Linked DNA regions of Sus scrofa: region 2 is linked to region 1. Evidence: chromatin contacts called from public Hi-C data. All regions are on one chromosome and are shown on one strand. The core of a region is the stretch at or near the end of the contact, and the rest is flanking DNA. Distances in the headings are between cores, read along the strand shown. Region 1 holds the start of LOC110255247 (zinc finger protein 501-like). Region 2 holds the start of LOC110255918.

Evidence for each region. Hi-C and Micro-C count contacts between places; a contact is called where the count stands out from the background.
Region 2: a contact with region 1 is called in a Hi-C map of blood, with 2.4 times the contacts expected there. The contact joins the promoter of LOC110255918 here to the promoter of LOC110255247 in region 1. A contact is called at or near these places in 1 of 5 promoter capture datasets (liver), 4 of 47 Hi-C or Micro-C datasets (blood, heart right ventricle and skeletal muscle) and 2 of 2 datasets of contacts at active chromatin or transcription factors (alveolar macrophages and skeletal muscle).

Annotation. Positions count from the first base shown.
Region 1 is chr12:126,331-133,600 of Sscrofa11.1, forward strand. LOC110255247 (zinc finger protein 501-like) reads right to left here and starts at 5,923. Exons shown (of 6, transcript XR_002336882.1): 1 at 5,603-5,923.
Region 2 is chr12:181,700-188,705 of Sscrofa11.1, forward strand. It overlaps LOC110255918, which reads right to left and starts at 4,481. Exons shown (of 2, transcript XM_021066329.1): 1 at 2,330-4,481; 2 at 1-1,108. The coding sequence starts at 4,455. The coding sequence ends at 3,490.

The DNA.
Region 1 (7,270 bases), core at 4,673-7,172:
TTAGTGCTAGTAAATCACAAACAAGGGTGAAAACTACAGCAACAAAAAACTCACCAGGAGGAATCATGTTGAAAACGTCAAACGTCAATAAGCAGCTGAAGGCCAGAGAGTAGCTAAAAACCTAACAGCAATAGCTGGTTAATAACCCAAGGCTGAGACCAGGTGGCCAATGAAATTCACATCTGTTAAGAATGGAAAGTAAACAGCAGGAACTAGACATAAAGTGACCAGAAAGTAAGACTGAAGTGGAACTAACAAATACCAAATGAGGAGGCCAAGAAGAAAATGTCAAAGTCATTCGAAGCAGACATCCGAAGTACAAAATAGGTCAGCCCAATGAGTGTGGGTAGCAACTGCCCTAACAGTGAGTCTAAAAGCATAACTATTTTGCAGCTAGCAAAGGATCCAGTTCCACTCGCAGAGGCTTCGCTCAGCTCGGTCTGAGGAACAGTGGCAGTTTTTGGTGCCACCTCTTGAGTGAGTGGACCAGGGCATAGAGTTGATGGATTACCAGTGATATAAAGCCACTCTGAGTTATAGAATACAGGAATGGGAAGCCAGATCCCAGATTTGATCTTCGGACCCAGTCTAACAAGAGCCCAAGTCAGCTATATTGATGGTGAGTTAAGAAATAATATAAGGAGTTCCCATTGTGGCTCAGTGGTTACAAACCTGACTAGTATCCATGAAGATGCAGGTTATATCCCTGGCTCTCTCAGTTGATTAAGGATCCGGTGTTGCTGTGAGCTGCAGCCTGGGTTGCAGACATGGCTCAGATTTGGCATTGCTGTGGCTCTGAAGCAGGCATTGGAGCAGGCCGGCACTTGCAGCTCCAATTGGGCCCCTAGCCTGGGAATTTCTATATGTCATAGGAGCGGCCCTAAAAAGAAAATAGTACAAAAACCAAATTTCTCCATCTCTCTGACCAACACATGAACGAGGGCAGCGGTAAATATAAGTGGGTAATAAGGTCAAACTTGAATGGAAAGAAGGGTATGAAAAATATGGTGGATTCAAGATGAGTGGAAAAATGCAGCCAGCCATAAGATTTGCTTTGGAATCTTGAAAGACTAATGAGCATTTCTGAAGTTTGAATCTTTTAGGTGAACACACTGACTTAGGTAGATACATAAACCAAATTATCAATATAGAATGCCTCCCAGAGACACTGTATTATTTTGTTATTCATATTTAATCTCAGCCTAGTATCTGGGGCAGAGCAAAGAACTGAGAAATATGGCTAAATATATTAATGATTCACATAGCTGTTTAAACAACCATAGGGTGAAGAATCCCAGAAATGAAAGATAAATCAGGACCTGAGAGACTTGGTTAAGAACTCTTGATAACAAAAGCAGCCTTCATCTTGGCTGTCTTAAAAAATGGCCTGGGTTCTACAGAAAACGTCCAAGAAGATGGAGAACCAACCGCACAGCCCTAGGGTAGATGTTAAGAAAACTGGTATAATCCATTAAAATTGCTACTTTCAACGCTTTGGTATGGGAAACTTAAATATAAAATACTATGGAGTTCCTTTCATGGTCAGAGGTTAACAAACCCGACTAGGATCCATGAGGATGTGGGTTCCATCCCTGGCCTCACTCAGTGGGTTAAGGATCCAGCATTGCCTTGAGCTGTGATGCAGGTTGCAGACATGGCTCAGATCCCATGTTGCTGTGGCTGTGGTGTAGGCTGGCAGCTGTAGCTTTGATTTGACCCTGCCCTGGGAACTTCCGTATGCTGCGGATGCTGCCCTAAAAAGCAAAATATATATAATATTACGTTTTACTCTACCCCAGGAGTAAAACATCCCTAGAGAGTCTAACTGTAAACAAAAGAGTGAGTGGCATGGTAAGAGACATACAGCCAAAAACTAAGAGTGGAACATGAAAGGATGAAGCAGTCCACAAAGCTCTCATATCCTCAGGATGACTCTAAAGTGTGCAGCTGCTGATGTCTGATCAGGATTGAACTGTTACCAAATGCTTTTCCACACTGGTCACATTTAAAAGGTTTCTCTCCAGTATGAAGTCTCTGATGGTGAATAAGATGAGTGCTCTGGCTGAAGGCTTTCCCACATTCATTACATTCATAAGGTTTCTCTCCAGTATGAATTTGGTGATGTTTAGTAAGGGATGAGTTTTCAGGGAAGCCCTTCCCACATTCACTGCATGTATAGGGTTTCTCTCCAGTGTGAATCCTCTGGTGTTGTGTAAAGATTAAGTGGGCACTGAATGCTTTTCCATATTCATTACATTCATAGGGCTTTCCCCCAGTATGAGTTCTCTGGTGTTGGGTAAGGTGCATACTTCGTCTGAATGCCTTCCCACAATCATTACATTCATAGGGTTTCACTCCAGTGTGAATTCTCTGATGTTGAATAAAGGATGAGCAGTCACTGTAGGCTTTCCCACATTCATTACATTTATAAGGTTTCTCCCCAGTATGAATTCTCTGATGTTGAACAAGAGATGAATTTACAGTGAATGCTCTTCCACAAACTTTACATTTATAGGGGTTTTCTCCAGTATGAGTTCTCTGATGTTCAGTAAGAGATGAACTCTGGATAAATGTTTTTCCACAGTCATCACATTTATAAGGTTTTTCACCAGTATGAATTCTCTCATGACGAAAAAAGTTTGGACGGTCACTGAAATATTTTCCACATTCACTACAATTGTAAGTTTTCTTTTTAGAAGTTATGTGACTTTTAATTGGAGAAAAGTTCCATTTGACACTTTTCCCAAATGGATCAACTATATGGAGTTTCTCTTCTGAGTGAGTAACATGCTGTGGAGTAAGTTTAGATCTTTGATCAAAAGTTCTTTCAAATTCCTTAAAAATATGCCCATTTTTCTCAAGTGCTATTTCCTCGTGGGCAACAATAATTTGCTGAAAACCAGTCATTTGGGTAAGAGAGTCTCTCGAAATCTTGCCCAGAGAGTTATCCTTTTGCTTTTCTACCTTGGCCTCACATTCACAGCTTTCCTCAAATAAACATCCTCTGGGCACATCCCTTCTGAGCCCTTCCATGATGACTATGATGGGGCTGATCACTCTAAAGTACAATCTCCTGGTCTTCTCTCTGGTATCTGCTCTGATCTTCAAATCTAAGGGGAATAAAAAATTATAAAAACATATTTTCTGTGTTGGGATTAGGGGAACTGCACTCAGGAGAAAGGAAATAACCTCACTAAAATTAGGATGCATAAGAACAATCTTGTAATCTGTGAAGATAATGAACCAGTGGAGCAGTGTGAAGTGGTAGGAAAGAGGTTGACCCAAGAGGCAATGCCACAAAGATTCTGAAAGCTTAAAAAAAATTTTTTTTTACAGATATACAAGTTTAACCTTCTCATTTAAATATAAATAAGTTTAGAACTAGAGAGGTTATGTGATGAACCTAAAGATTAATAACTAGGGAGGTTATTAATGAGATGGTCAGAAACAGAACTAAAGCTTTGTCCACTATACTACCACAGTGATCTGGAAACTAGACAGAGCTTAAATGAGAGAATGGGCAGGTACCTGGTCAAAAGCCAAGTAACAACAGAGCCACACAGCAGTACTAGAAAATGAGCCACAAGAAGAAATGGCAGTGACAGCACATGGAGAGAAGCCACTGAGGAGCTAGAAACAGCACCTGAAAAAGCAATATAGAATGCAGTAATAGTTGAGAAGGTGCAAATCTGAACAGAACAGCAGAGCCTAAGGCATTAAGGAGATCTCCTTGGACAACATTTTAGATTCCTCTCCTCCTAAACATTCACATACAGAATCATCCCTCATCTGAGTAAGTGTCTCAAGAGACCCTCAATATCTCACAGTATCTCCACAATTCTTTCCTTGGCCAAGACTAATTTTAGAAACTGAGAATCCTGCTCATGGGAAAATATGAAACAAAATCAAAACTGTCATCACAGGAGTTTCCATCGTGGCACAGTGGTTAACGAATCTGACTAGGAACCATGAGGTTGCGGGTTCGGTCCCTGCCCTTGCTCAGTGGGTTGACAATGTGGCATTGCTGTGAGCTGTGGTGTAGGTTGCAGACGCGGCTCGGATCCCGCGTTGCTGTGGCTCTGGCATAGGCTGGTGGCTACAGCTCCGATTCGACCCCTAGCCTGGGAATCTCCATATGCCGCAGGAGCGGCCCAAGAAATAGCAAAAAAAAAAAAAAAAAAAAAAACTGTCATCACAAATATTTTGCAAATTTCAAAGTATTAGGACTATCAATAATATAATCAACATAATCTGAGTCGCCCAGATGTCTTTGTGTTGAAGGACAAAGACTTACAGCCCTCCAAACAATAGAAGAGACGAGTTGCAACGCTAGAGGGAAAGGACACTTACAGAGACGCAGAAAGAGGTGTCATCACACTGGCTGGAAACGGAAGGGCAGTGTGAAGGGCGATCCAAGATCACAGTAAACTTTTGGGTAGAATCATTAACTAGAGCAAGAGCATTGTGATAAGTGAGTAGGGCCCTGTGGGGCTCCAGGGCACAGAAAGCCTTTCTGTGTCCCCCATTTCTTGTTTTTAGGAAATGGACTTCATTCAGCCTCCATGGCCTTCCCTGAGTTCTAAGGGACAGGTTCAGACAGCTGCTGATCAGGGAAGGGAGCAGATCCAAAGACAAGGGAGGAACAGTCAAGCCTTGAGGCAGAAGGGTGTACACACGATCCTTAAGGGATACACATAATGACACAGGCACCATATACAGTTAAGAGAAAAGTTATATTCCTTACGCTTCCTTTAGAAATGAATGCTTGAAAACTAAAGAGCTTGGAGCCCTTCCTTGTGTTTCTCCCTCATTTGATTGTAACCCAAATACAATCATCTGTGAGCTAAAGATTAGGCATCCTGAGCATGACTGCCTATGGATTAAAGATTATTAGCACGTGATGTCTTTCAGGAATTATCCTAGTTTGTTCTAATCTCTGATCAATATGCCCTTTTCGCAAGTACTGTTATTCTAGGCAATGACCAGAAGACCACCACCAAGATCAGGCCAACATCTCCTGACACCAGCTTGGATGACTAAGATTCCCCAAAAGAAAGAAGAATGCATGTCTGCCCCAACCCTGATTCTTATCTGAAACTCTGTTTTTACTTTAGACTATAAAACGCCCCACAATTCTTCCCCAGAGGAGGGCACAGTCTTTAAAGCATTAGCCTGCTGTGGCCTCCCTTACCTGGTAAAGCAATAAAAGCTATTTTTTCCCCTTCACTCAAAACTCTGTCTCCGTGTTTCTCTCGGCGCGGGTTGACATTTTCACCAATCATAAACATGGGAGATACCCTGGTACAAAGGCAGGCAAGGAACCGTTCCTCTTTCCTTTTCTACCAAATTGAACCCTCTGAGAATCGCAAATAAGTGGTCACTTAAATTGTGGAAGCCAATACCTTGTTTCCTTAATTAAATAAAGATGTGCGTGCTCAAAAAACTTTCAGCAAGTCTTAAGAAAGTAGATCTTGAAAAGTGTAATTATAGCGTAGGGATGAATGCAAGTCCTTCACAAATCCTCCAAAAAAAAAAAAAAAAAAAAACAGCTCTTTCAGGACAAATTTGGGGTCTCCAACCAAACATCTTGGCAAAGACTCACCGTCCACGGGTCGCAGGCTGCAGTCCTGAGATTAAAATTAGGCAGAGCTGCGGCCCAGCACCGAAACTGGCTCTGTCCAAACGTCCCTTTAAGCAATGCCCTCCTTGAAATTCCTTTCTTCTTCCACCCCTGCTCTTCTTGTGCGCCCTGGGCGCTGGCCTCCGCGGGCTCAGGGAGCCCCAGAGCCCAGCGCCCGCTTCTCCCGGCCGGAGAGGGGGCAGGATGGCTGGTGCCCAGGCTGCGCTGGCCCGGGGCGCCGGCTGCAACCAGCCTGAGGCAGAAGTTGCCCCGGACGAACTGCGACTCCCAGAATGCCTCGGGACGCGCCGCTTCCGCTTTCCGTCTCTAGGATTTCCCTTTTCCCAGAAGTCCCCGGAACCTCGCCCTCTGGTAGCCAATCAGGACCGCGCACCGAATCTCCATGGTAGCCGCCCACGCCTGCTCCCTCCCACTGTGCTGGTGGTGGACGCTGCAGCTTGTGTCAGGTTAGGATAGCTTCGGAGCTAGCGGTACCGCTTCTGGACACTGGCGCGCGCGGTGCAGCCGCCTCCCGGCACAGGCCAGGAGCAGAAAGAACGGTATAAAAATGTTACAGACGGTAGAGGACGCTGTGGTCCTTTGGATGCTTGTTTCTAACAAATTGTAAAAAGATATGTATGACACAGTCGGGAACAATGGAACGAAGAGATGGGTATTAGACATTAAGAAATTATTATGAGTGGCATTTCTCAACAAACACTTCAGAAGCCAGCCAGAGGTTGGCTATGTTCGTTTTTAGTCTGCCAAGAGGTCAGGCAGCCTGGATTGAGAAGGGAAGATGGGGAGCGGGGCAGACCCACGAGGGACTGCAGCCCCTGAGAACAATCCAGTCCTTGTCTTGGGGTCACTGCAGCGGTGACAGTGGGGAGACCTATCTTGTTTATTTTCTTATTTTCTCTCTCTGGCCAGGCATGCAAAGGGCATGATAGAACCCTACTGTAACTGCAAATATTTCTGAAGCCTTGTTCATTATGCAAAACTTGGAAAATACAGAAAAGTACATATAGAAAAAAACCACGGAGTTTCTGCTGCGGCACAGTGGGTTGAGAATCCCACTGCAGCATTTTGGGTCGCTGTGGAGGTGCGGGTTCCATCCACAGCCCTGGGCAGTGGGTTAAAGAATCCTGCGTTGCCGCAACTGCAGCTCCACTTCAATCCCTGGCCAGGAAACGTCCATATGCTGCCGTCGAGGCCATAAAAAAAAAAGAAAAGAAAAGACAGACTAGAAGGAACTACACTAAACTATTAACAGTGGCTATTTTTGTCTTCAGGGATTATAGGCTTTAAAAAATTTTTTATCCTATGTTTCTCCATATTTCCCAAAATTCCCACCATGAATTAGAATTACCACTTTATCACACAAAGGTTTTAAATACATGTTTTGCAATTTATAGGCAGGTTACATGATAAGAATTATATCAACTCACAAAAGGTAAGCATAGGGCATAGAAGCAGACAGCACCTCAGAGCGGATCACACATCAAATATAGCAAAACTGGCATAAGGTGCAGCATGGGGAGAACGTGCCATCAGTGACACTATCAAGATGAAAAAAATGGAAGAGTGCAGTGCAGAGTCAAGGCTATGGCACTTCACCGGTAAGAAAAAGAGCCTCGGACAGTACCCTGA
Region 2 (7,006 bases), core at 3,231-5,730, 54 kb after region 1:
GGAACTGCGCCCCCCCCTTTTTTTTTTGCACCTTTCACCGTTTTAATTAAACATTTTTCTGCCTTATTTGTTGCCTAGGGCTGCAGTGACCAAGTACCACAACCTGAGTAGCTTCAAATAACTGAAATTTTCCCCTCACAGATCTGGACTCTAGAAGCCAAAAAGCAAGGCCCCTCCAGACCCTCCGGGGCAGGACCTTCCGGCCTCTTCCAGGCGCTGGGGCTCCAGGGGTCTCCGCCTGGGCCTTCACGCAGCCTCCCTGCTGTATCTCCAGGCAACAGAGCAACTGGCCGTCCTTGGCTCCGATGTTGGCCAGAAACGGCATCTTCTCTTTCTGATGACACGCAGCGCCACGAGAGGCGCAGCGCTGTTGTCCATTTCCGTTGTCCTGGGGACAGCTTGACAAGAGCAGCGTGGACAGGCCCAAAGGAGTGTGTGGAAGGACACCGGCCGGTTCCGTCCCAGGAGGCAGAGCTGAACAAGGCTCTCGGCCGTCACACCATCAGCCCAGAGGATGACACACGAGGGCCGTGTTGCTTGGCTTTGCATTTCTGATTCCCGGTGAGAAAATCATTTTTCATATACGTAGTAGCCATTTGGATGTCACAGCTCTGAACTACCCGCTTTTGGCCTCTGCCCATTTATCAGTTGGCACGAGACCCTGCTCTGGAGGAAGGTCCCTGCTGTCTCCGGGGAAGACCCCAGCTCTCCTGGGCTGTGCCACCGTGGGTAGGCATTGTCACTGAGGCCTGGCAAGCTGCTCCCCAGAGAGACCCCCCACACACATCCGCCCAGGCTTCTCTCACCCCTCCAAGCGCCTCTGATGCCCCCCCAGTTTAAGGCCCCCACTTGGCCGCTTCCCAGGGGCCACCCACTGAGAACAGGAGAGACCTGACCTCAACCGCAAAGCAAACTAGGAAAATTATGCAAATTTGCTGTCAATATGATGATTTGAATGGCGAGAGCTTCCTGATTTATGAAGCTGCAAGTCCAGTATTTGGACACCGAGATTCTCTTTCCCGTCACAAGCAGCATGACAACCACATGGAAACTGCTGGATGATGGATTGTAAACAGCTGGTGGGGTCGGGCCTTCGCCGCCCAAGGAACTGCAAATCGAAAAATCCACATGTTTAATAAACAGATGATGAATCAGAATGTGAACGGGGAAAAAAAAGGAAGAGATGTGAGCACTGCCCCTTGGGCCCAGAGCTGAATTGTGGGGGCGGCCCGCCGAGGCTGGCCCCCATTCCCGCCCTCGGGCGCAGGACACCAGACACCCTGCTTGCACAGCGGTTCCCAGGCTCGGAGCCACGATCCATCCCGAAACAACGTGGATCTGGGCGGGCCCCTCGGACAGAGGCTGATGTCTCGGAGAGCGAGCTGGGTTTAGAGACCCTGGAGTAAATGCGCCTTCCCCCGAGAGGGCTCTGGGCCAGCCCCGCACACAGCGGTGCTTATAACGTCAACACACGGAGGGACGGGGAGTGCGGAGCCCGTGGGAAACCCGCAGGACCACCCGCCACACCTGCCCGCGTCCTGGAGTGGCCCCCACACAGGAGGCCTCCCGGGGGAGGGGCTGGACACAGGAGGCGAGGGAGGTGTCTGAACAGGGGACACGGGGAGAGGGTGGCAGCAGGCACCCAGGGATCTGCGGGGGAAGAAGCCTTTGCTCCTTCCGTCCTGCCCATTCCGGTCAACGTGCAGCTCTCACCCCACCTCGTCCTTTTCTCCCCAAAACCTCTTACAGCCAAGTTTACAGTATATCTCTCACTTGAACGTAGGCTCAAAGAGGGCAGTGACATTTTTCTGGCACCTACAAACTTCCTGGCACCCAGCAGGTACTCAGTAAACACTTGAAGAGCCAGGCGGAAACACTTGCCCTGCAGGGTCCCTAGACCTATGAGGAGGCTAGAGGGTCGGGACTGTGTTGGCCCCAGGGGCAGAGCCCAGAAGCAGATGGAAGCTCCAGTGCAGACCAGCGAGCAGGGCCAGGAGCTGGTTATGCATCTAAAAAAGTGAAACTGGATCCCTATCCTCGCCCAAACACAGAAAGATTGCTTCCAGATGAGCGAGCACTTGTGTGTGAAAATCAGAACCGAGAAAATAAAAGCTAAGGGGATCTCTGTGCAGGCACACAAGGCCCGGAAAGGTTTGTCAGGATAGGAAGGGGCCATCACAAAGGAAAAGGCAGGCAGCTCCCACGCGTCCATCGGGCACTGCAGCCAAGAAAAGGCAGATGCAGAGGCGGGTCCTGAGTGCCTGCGGGTCCACGCAGTACTAATCGGGGAAAGGCAAATAAACCCCGTGAGAGACCACTTCACACCCACCAGATTCCCAAAGAGGCGTCTCTCTCACCGAGCTCTCCGCCCCTGACCAGGCAAGCAGGGATAGCGAGGGAGGTATTCTGGTTTTCTTTCTCTCTTTGCTTTGTTTTGTTCGATTGAACCGTAGTGCTTTAGCTGGAATTAGTTTCAGGTGTAGAGCTTAAGGACGCGGTCTTTTTTTTTTGGCTGCACCCACAGCATGTGGAAGTTCCTGGGGCCAGGGACCGAATTCCTGATGCCCAGCTGAGACCTCTGCCACAGCTGGGGCAAGGCTGGACCCCTAACCCGCTGCGACACAAGGGAACTGCAACATGCTTTATTTTGCTTTTCCTTAAAGATGATGATTCAGTCTTATTTATACACTTATTCTCAGCACTTGCTGCTAGTAGGCACTGAATAAACAGAGGCCTTGAAAAGAAAGGCAAATAAGGACCCCCAGGAACCCTCTGACCCCAGGGGACACCAGGGTTCAAGGGAGGTGAGCCCGGGGGTGGACCAGCTTGTGGTGAAGGATGAGGCCCTGCTCCTTGCAAACATTCCCCAAAGGGGTTCCTGGTTGGCTGGGGGAGCACGGGGAGGGGAGGGCAGGGAACCGACGGAAGGGGTGGGATTTGAAACCTGCCTGCCTGTGTTCCCTTGGCTCCCGGAGGAGGGAGCAAAGTCCGGGGGGCTAATGTAACCAGGGGGCTCGAGGACTGGGTCCTCTCCACTGCCCTGGGGAGGGCCCAGGGTGAAACGGGCCGGGGCAGGGGGCCGGGCAGCACGCCCCCCACCCCCCGAGGCCCCACTGAGCTCCCAGCACCAGCACTTGCAGGAAGGGGACCAGCGGCCACCGTGGGGCCCTCGCGCCGCCTCCCACCCGAGGGGTGAGGACAGGAGTGCAGACGTGACCCAGCACCCTCTCGTCCGCGCTTTTGAAATGAGGTATTTAATAATAAAAAAGTGCCAGGCGGACACAGTGGATCCAGGACGTGAGAGGAAAGTGAGAGAAGCAAACCCAGACTTAACAAGAAGTGGTGAGAAAACGGGGAACAGAGAAAGCGGGGGTGGGCCCTGCCTTTGTGCTTCCAGTTACCGTTGTGGTCACTTCGGGGAACGTGCTGGTGACATGAGCAGAAAGCGGCTGGAAAAGCGGCCTGGGGCACCAGCAAAGTGCGCGCCCATTAGCGGGTTTTCACTGGGGAAGCATCTCTCATTTGAGGTCGCAAAGCAGAGTCTTGGATAGTGGGCTCTGATGGCCACCGGAGCCTGGAGGTGGCCGCCCCGGACCCCAGCCTCTGCTCAGGCAGGCTGTCAGGCCTTCCCCGTGGTGTGCGTCCTCCCCGGACCATGTGGCCTCTGAGTGACAGGGCCCTGGGCTGCAGCCCTGGGCGCCCCCCCACCCCGGCTCTGGCCGCCCCTGAGGAGACCAGGCCTGTGTGCTGGCCTCCCGACCCCACCCCTGGGCCCGTAGCCTCGCCGTCAGAGAAGCGGCTTTCCTTTCCCAGACGTTGGGTCTCCTCACTTGGTGGCATTGCCAGCCTGCCCCACTGGGGCCCCCCATCCACAGCCCCATAAACACATGCCCATGTCTGAGCCAAACCTGATGAGGCAGGACGGGCTCCTTGCTCTGACCCTGCCGTCCGGGGCCCCGAGCCACGGCCCTGCCTGTCCCTCCCTGCCAGGCACGGGGCTGGGGGGGGGGGTCTCCTCTGAGGAAACGTCCAGCCGAGTTTCCTTTCCAGGCTGTGCCTGGACATCCGTGTGAATGAATCCAGCCAGGCTGGTCTGGGAGTGAGAGAACCCCAGTACCCCTGCATGGCTGCTTCCAGACAGGGGCAGAGCCTAGGGACCCAGGACCCACTCCTCCTAAGGCACAGACCTCCCCCCCCCGCAACCCTGCTACATCCACGTCGGCTGAGGGTCCGTCCCTGCCACCCTCCCCACCGAAAGGTCCAGGTCAGGCTCCAGCTCTGCCCGCCCCCCACCAGCGTCCATGTCGGCTCTGGGTCTGCCCTCCCTCGCTTCCCCATCGGCCGCCCTGACCCTGTGCGCTGTCTCAGCCGTGTCCTTGCCGAGGTTTCCCAACGGGGTCCAACAGCAAAAGCACAGTCGCCGTCACAGGTGCTTCCCAGCAGAGCTGCCCACATCCCTTCTTCCGAGGCCCCTTCACCCGGAGTGGACAGGGACACCCAGGACCAGGACAGAGTGTTTCCTGGTTCCCCCACAGGCCAGGAGCCACGATGAGCCCCTGCCCCCGAGGCTTTGCCCCTGAGCAGAGGGGGTGTGCTGACAGCCCTGGGATGTCTGGAGCGAAGAGCTGGCCAGGCCCATCGGCCCTGCCGGTCAGCCCTGCGGACACTGTCTCCTCCACTCTCCCTGACGCCCTGCTGTTCCGGGGCGGGCGGGACCCTGCCACCCACAGGGCAGGCGGCGTCTGTCTGCACCGGGGTCTGTCTGTCCGAGGCCCCGCGGGACGTCCCAGCATCGGCGGGGGGGCGGAGGGGGGAGGTTTAGAACTTCATGCTGGTCTCTGCCCCTGAGTTCCCAACAATGTCAGGAATTTGGAGGTCTGGGGTCGGAATGTAAACAAGGACCAGCACAGTATCCGCGAGGGCAGTGACCTCGCCGTGAACCGCAGCGTGTTCCCGACGCCTCCGAGGGCCATTTGCGCCTTCGGTCTCATGAAAACACAGCAGCTCAGCTCTTACCCATGCCGAGCTCGCCTGGTGAGCTAACAGCTCTCAGATTCCAGAAAAATGGCCCACTTGTCATTTTCGTGGCTGTGCTTGTTCCCTGCTTCGGGCGCGGAGCTTGGGTCGGCAGCTCCGACAGGGAGGGTGGGCAGGGCCTGGGATCAGCCCCGCCCACAGCCCCAGCGCCGGGAGGGGACCAGGGTCAGGCCAGCCTCGGCCCGGCCCCAGAGGCAGAGGGACCACGACTGAGAGGACAGGGCCGTGGTGAAGCAGAGCCCGCGCGAGATGGGGGAGGGAAAGAGGTGTCTGCGGGAAGAAGGCAGGGATTATTGAGATCTGAGGTCCTGACACGCAAGTCGGATAGGCAAAGATGCCCACGGGCGCGCAGACGGCCGCACCACGGCTGGGGGCTGGCAGCAGGACGCGTGTCGTCACCTTTCCTGATCTTTCCATTTTCTTCGCTTGCCTGTGTGTCATCTGTAGAAAATGCAGACACGGCGGAAGAGGTTCGGGCAGGGCTGAGGCCGTGTGGCCGCCGTCGAGCAGCCCAGCTCCTCGCCTGCACAGCCCGGGACGCAGCCCAGACGCCCCTCGCCTGCTGTGGGCGCAGCAGGAGCATCCGTCTCCTCCTCAGCCCGGACCGACCCTCCGCGGCCGCAGCGGCGCCCGCCTGCCCTCGCTGCTGCTCCTCCTCCGGCGGCAGCGCAGGGCGCCGCGACCCCCCGGCAGGCCGCCCCAGTCACACAGCGGGAGCTCGGGAGCACGGCACCAGAGAAGCAGGGTGGCAAAGAGGGTGGAGAAGGACAGCGAAGCCTGGGGACACAGAGCTGAGCCCCGCCCTCTGGAGGTTAGGGCCTCCCACCCTCTCCAGAGGACAGAGAGGCATGGGGGGCCCCCTGTTTGGGGGTCCCAGCGTTCTGCCTGCTCACATCTGGACTTTCCCCAGGGTTAGGGGGCCACTGACCAAACCGTCCACCTTGGCAGCACTGAAGGAGCCACTGGCATGAGTCGTCTCACAGCAGGAGCCCCAGTAGGGAACCCCAGTGCCCCCCAGAAGACAGACGGGACCCGGGACTCGGGAGGGGCTAGGAGGAAGGGCCAGGTGGCCAGCCTCCCAGGACACTCGGCGCTGGAGTCCGCCTTGGCTGAGAGGTGCTCGCGCCACCAGGGAGGACCCTGGGCCAGACCAAGTGCAAGACGACTGGCCAGAGACCCCCCCGACACTAACCCCACTCATGAAGCCTGGGGCTGCGAGCCACGTGGCCGAGCCCTTCTCCTGGGTCCCCTCGCCCGGCAGCTGTCCCTTCCCGGTGGTCTTTCCCTTGTCAGCACGTGTGTCTCCTCAGACAATTCATCTCTGAGCATCAGACGACCCCACGCTCGGGCCCTGGAAGGGGACCCCCTTCCTGCAACACCTGCAGAGCAGAGGCCGTATACACCCCAGCATCCGTGTCTGATTTACTCACCCTGAGACTCTGGAGAGGGGAGGCGGGCACACGTGGGGAGAGGCAGGTCCCCAGATCGAGCCACACGTCCGGCTGGTCTGCTGGGGAGGGGGCCGGGCAGGTGGCCAGGCCAAGGTGTCTGGGAAGCCAGAGGGCCCGTCACAGCCACCACCGCAGGAGGGCCACACGGGCTCTGCCTCCCCTAGCAACCATGCCAGCAGCTGCAATGCAGTGTGGGGTCTCCCTGCACAGTCTGTGTGGCCCCAGTAGAGCCACAGGCCTCCTGCCTTCCTGGGGTCGCTGGGCAGGGGCGCAGGGTGGGGGTTGAGATGGCACAAGCGTGAGGAGACCAGAGCAGCCTCCGTGCTGCTGAAACACCTGAACTCACCTGGAAAGGTGCCCGGGGCCACATCAGAGCACTTATAGCCTGGGCTCCGAGGAGACAGGACCTGGATGGGCCTGGCGTCGTCAGCCTCATGGATGTGTCCCTGGTAAGACTCCCCAGGATCTGCACGAGTAGGTCTCCAAAGCTGGAGGTCCCTGAAAACTCAAGGCCTGGG